2 separate regions of the Zea mays genome follow, and region 2 is linked to region 1. A link is a contact called in public Hi-C data. All regions are on one chromosome and are shown on one strand. Each heading gives the region's core, a stretch centred on a gene start, on an enhancer-like site or on the middle of the called end of the contact. The rest is flanking DNA. Distances are from core to core; before and after follow the strand shown. Region 1 holds the start of LOC103651368. Region 2 holds the start of LOC100381571 (Cyclic dof factor 2).

Evidence for each region. Hi-C and Micro-C count contacts between places; a contact is called where the count stands out from the background.
Region 2: a contact with region 1 is called in a Hi-C map of endosperm, with 2.1 times the contacts expected there. The contact joins the promoter of LOC100381571 here to the promoter of LOC103651368 in region 1. A contact is called at or near these places in 2 of 25 Hi-C or Micro-C datasets (bundle sheath and endosperm).

What each region holds. Positions count from the first base shown.
Region 1 is chr3:215,242,134-215,244,833 of Zm-B73-REFERENCE-NAM-5.0, forward strand. LOC103651368 reads right to left here and starts at 1,346. Exons shown (of 2, transcript XM_008676992.4): 1 at 936-1,346; 2 at 355-773. The coding sequence starts at 1,110. The coding sequence ends at 649.
Region 2 is chr3:215,426,844-215,429,543 of Zm-B73-REFERENCE-NAM-5.0, forward strand. LOC100381571 (Cyclic dof factor 2) reads right to left here and starts at 1,421. Exons shown (of 3, transcript NM_001174396.2): 1 at 777-1,421; 2 at 507-585; 3 at 1-301. The coding sequence starts at 1,205. The coding sequence ends at 120.

The sequences.
Region 1 (2,700 bases), core at 96-2,595:
TGCCTCCTCCACGTCGCGCGCAGTCGCTACCGCCCACCGCAAGATAGGGTTTCGGCTGGGAGTCTGTGGAGGGGTGGTGCAGATGAGGCGAGCGGTTGGTGCGGGGTGGGGGAGAGGAAGGGGGCGGGCACGACTGGATGGCGCGTGCGGCTGGATGGCATAGGTAATAGAAACGGACGGTCCAAATAGATGGGAGGCAGAACGGCAGAACGGCAGAACGCAGGGAGGCAGACTACTATTGCTTACTTAATAAGTAGTAGAGATTGTGGAGGTTCTCAACCTCAACCTGGACTCCTGGTTCTAGGGTTGCTCTGCACATGAGTTTATTAGGTGCAACCGTGCTTCTCTTTTTTATATATTGTCAATCATATATATTATTAATCATCGCTCATGTACATATGGGTGACAATACGTTTTAAATTTTACAATATAAAATTTAAGGATCGGATTAAAATCGTGTCTCTTTTCTATTCATTTTTGAACTAAAATTTATTTAGAGTCCTACTTTGTGAGGAAGTATTTGGATCATAATCCATAATCGCTTATACATGTACATGAGAAAGGTTTAATCGAGAAAAAAATATCTGTGGACTGCGGTCTGCTGCTGGATCGATGTTGCCAGGAGCCTAGCAAAGTAACTACTAATAACTAGGCGTAGGTGTCAATTCTACTGCTGCTGGCTTTGCCGACCTCGGCCTCCAGCGTCTCCATCTGCTGCTCCAGCAGCCTCAGCCTCTGGTGCATGCTGTCCAGCCTCCGCCGGGCCGCCTCATCTGTCAAAAAAAAAAACAACGCAACTAGTCAGCGGTGATCACTCATCTGTTTATTCATATCACTATCGCTACAGATTAAATTAATAATAATGGGGTGTGAACGATCCCGCTAGCTCGATCATTGCTGTCATTACTGGCTTCTACTGTATTTACGAAACGAACCTAGCTGCGCGACGAACTGCGAGACGGTGACCTCCTGCCCGGCATCGGTGACGACGATGGGGGTGCCGCTGCCGCCGTCTCCGGCTCTGGCTCTGGCTCTGGCTCTGCGGACGGCGCCCTCCGCGAGGCCGGGCTTGGTGGACGACGTCCCTGCCCTCGTCGCGCTCGCAAGCATGGCTCTACGCGACCCTCTTGTTCAGCCGATCTCTTCGTCGTCGTTCTCTTGCTCCCGGTCCCAGGCAGCAATGACAGCAGTGGTCCGTTAGCTTGGATCTAGAGGCAGGAGACGTGTCCGCTGGAGTGGGGACGAGCCGCTTTTTGTACACGCGCGCGCAAGGGTGGACATGAGACTTGGGGGAGGGGTTGGGCCGCGCCGGACCTCGTGGATTGGGGCCTCAGATTGGCTTGCGCGGGCCGAGAGACCAAACTCACTACTTCACTAGTAAGTCTAAGCATACTATACAAAATAACGTGGGGATACTGTAGACATACTATAAACTAATATGGTATATAATATTTTAAAAAAGATAATGAGATAGACGTTTAGGGGTGAACTCAAACTAATGTATTGTTTGGAACCTTTAAAACTAATAGTTAGCTACTAAAAATTAGTCGTTGGATTTCAAACATCATCCTAAGGGTCTGATTGGAAGCAAATATATTAGAGAGAATTAAAGTGACTATAGTCTCTTACTATTTGAATAGTAAGGGATTATAGGCCCATTAATCCCCTTCAATATTTTTGCTCTCAAATAATCCCTAACTAATTGTTATCTACAACACAACTAACAATTAGTTTATTAGATTGTTTATCTCAGCTAATAATTTATTAGCTGGCTAATTATTAGCTCTAGGTATGCAAATATGACCTAAAACGATCGATCGATGGATCAACCGATCTACACTATACATGCATGGCAGCATGGGTCACCATTCGCACATGTGCCTTTGTGCGGCTGTGTGAGATCTCTCTCGATATTTCATGCTGATCCAGCGGCAGGAAATCTTGAGGCCTCGGAGATGGCGATGCATGAATACTGTCGTGTCCCTTAACACGTAAGCCGTGAGGTGGACGTGCATGCATCCATCGTAACCGGAGGGAGCCCGTTGCGTCATTGCTTGCGTACGGCTCCCGTTGCGTTGACCCCCGGATATTATAAGTATTTATATGTAATGCTTTAAAAGAGATAAAGGTCGTTTCATCTGGTTAAACTTCTTGTTGTTACCACTTACCAAACACAAAGGATGATATGACTATCTTGGAAGTGAAACCATAAAACTCATAAAGTCAGTCTCAACGAAAGTTTCACAAGAGTTTTATTTGTATTTAAAATAGCTTGCCACATATGAATTTTTTTATGACATGCCAATGTTTTACTAAAGTGAGAAGAAATAAGTTTTTCGAGAGTGAAACTCTCTTGACGTGATTATCAACTCTCTATAAGCCACATAATTGATTGTCTATGAAACTATCACTACAACTAAAAAACCTTTAGGAACCGACTATAGTACTAGATTCCTAACCGATACTATGTAAACAGGACTAAAAATCATATTCTTTTGTTATGGTACTAAACGGTACCCTAAAAGTAAAGCATACGGTCGGGCTTTCATGTATTCCCTCCTTACCACTCTGCTATAGAGCTATTTGTGACTATCAAGAAGATATTTCCCTTTTACTTTACATCTGAAAGAGCCTTTAATGTCGTTAGTGACAAAAATGGGACTAAAGAGCTCTTTAGTACCGATTTTTGCAACTAACCGG
Region 2 (2,700 bases), core at 171-2,670, 180 kb after region 1:
GAACACTCTTGAACATCTGCTTACAGCTGCTACAGCGGCGTCGTCTGATGCCAGCACGGTAGTTGCCTGTGCAGCGGCTAACACCCAGCCCCGCGTGGCCACCCGCAGCGACGCCTCCGCTAGCTTCCAGCTCGGAGCGCAGCGCAGCGCGGCGCGAGGAGGGACGCTGCCGACGGGTTGAGGACGCCTGTGGGGTTGGCCAGGACCCTGACGAGCTCGTTGGAAGCGGTGATGAAGCATGTTTTTTTAGAGCTCCTGCATCTGCACTGCTCTGTCACCCTGGCGTGCTGGAGTGGCGGCCCTGAGAATGGTTCCATAGATTGTTCAGATCGGCAAATGAACATTATTAACTTGGAAGATGTTGATTCAACAGATAACCAATGGTGCTTCAGATGAAATGATCAGCAAGCTACATGCGGACCGGAAAGGGCCCAATAATTCCTCGGAAAAAAAGTTTATTGAGTACTAGTAGTTTGGAGATGATCTAAACATTCGTAAGGACTCACTTTTTGACTGCCTACCAAACTGAACTCTCTCGCGGTCGCAGAGCAGGCCGGCAGCATCCTTTTGGCCACCAAAAGAATCCTAAAATGGTATATTTAAAAAAAAAGCAGAATCTAATAAACCAAAAGGACAGGGCTTGGACTACTGGTAGGTGCGAAAAGGGCGCCGGGGCCGCGGCCGCAAGCTTCCGGCCGTCCGGCATCACGCGGGAAGGAAGGCGGAGCCCTACCCCGCGCCCCCCTACGACCGCCGAGTCAACGCGGCCCGCCCACCTCCTCGGCGGCTGCGGGGGCGGACGACGCGGCGGCAGCGACGGGCGCCGATCGGGCGGTGGGGCGCGGCCTGCGGCGGCCCGGGGACGCGGAGGCCACGCGGCGGAGCGCGCCGCCGGCCGTCCAGTAGCGGCGGCAGGCGCGGCAGAGGTGGCGCGGCTGCCGCACGTTGTAGTTGTTGAAGTAGCAGAACTTGGTCTCCCGGCTGCCGCACCGCGGGCACGGCAGCGGCTCGGCGCCGGGACCCCCAGCCGCGGGCGCCTGCTGCGGGGGCGGGGGCGGGGGAGGGGGAGGAGGAGGAGGAAGGGCCGTCTGTGGCGTCGGGTCGTCGCCCTCGTCCGCCCCGCGTTTTTGCGCGTCGGGGGGCTGGATGACCTTGCCGAACAGCTTGAACCCCGCGGCGTCGGCGTCCGGGAGGTTGGCGGCCATGGATGGAGCGGGAGGAGGGGCCCGGGGTGGGTGGGTGGGTAGGGGACGACGGCCGGCGCCGGCTTTTTATACACTACTAGGGAGGAGAGGGAGTGGAGATGGTCATCGCCTCGCCTCCCCGCTCTTCTCACTTTTGCTTCATGCGCCTGACTTCTTTGCGTGACCACCCGCCCGGCCCCGGTACTAGTAGTAATAAGCCATGTGGTCGGATAGATGGATGGATCATGCACGGATTTGGTCTCTCTCTAGTAGTCTCCCTCCCAGCTGTTAAGATTGGAAGGTCTGGCTGGAGGCTGGACTGGAGCGGAGATTTGGCCGCGCAAGGGTTTGATTGGTCCGCCAGGGCCAGGCCACACAGATCGATCGCTCGCTCGCCCAGAACCACCAGTGCCACTTTTTGGTCGCCAGCCTCTCGTCGGGTTGACCTTTTTGATGAGTATCATAGTAATTCATAACCGGTTGACTTTCATGGTCGCAGCTTAGTTTTTTTTTTCTTTTTTTGTGAATAAAATGGATTGGGCGCATGTGGGGAAGCGATTCTTGTGTGTGGGAGACTCAAAGCTCGATCGGAAGCGGCAGGGGAAATAAAGGGGTCTTGTTTAGTCGCTAAGCAAACACGGACAGTACAGTACTGCATGGTTCATGGAAGGGATTGCCTGGTTGGTACTAGTACTTGCTACGAGGCCGACATGTGCCAGAGAGTACCCAACTGATCTCTCTCTCTCTGTTTTTTTTTTTTTTGGCTAGGCGTTGACATTGTCGCTCTCTGGTTGAGATGAGAGAAGGAAGGCATTTCCATGGCTAGGATCTGAAGAAGCTGGGGTTACTAATCTTCCAAAAGATTACCACGTACGACTAATTAACTCCTGGTGACCAAAAAAAAAAAGAGTCTCCAAAATCAGTGATAGAGAGGGGAAAAAAAACGTGTGCTGACCGAAGCATACACACGACGAACAGGTGCAACGAACCGGTATGAATTAACGTGTACGTATGGCCCTACTAGCTATCTGTCTGGGATGCATGTAATAATAAGCTAATCCTCGAGAGTTGACGCGCCGGTCCAAAAGTTAGGTGGAGCCCGATTTTCCGGCCGTGCATGCATCAGCTCCCCAGCAGTCTTGTCGTCCAACCAGCAGTGCTCCTGCCACCGTGCATGCTTTTCCTTCGGGAGCTCGTCGCACGCAGCAGCCAGCAAGTCACGTGAAATAAATATCTTCGGTTCCTGTCGCGATTAACGCACTCGTAATGACGTCTGCAGCCTTTGCGCGCGCGCACAAATGCGTGGGCCTTCTTGTCAAACAAGCATGGAATAGTAGTATTTCAACCACCCTTTCGCTGAGATCATAGATAGACCTAGCTTAGTTCATTCGATATGTGAAAAGCGCGAACTTGTCGCTTGTCACGTATATATACGTTGTTAGCTCATCCAAGCGTCGTGTGCAGGGCTACTAATGACGTCTGGACAAACCGCTTTGACTAAACATCTATCCCTATC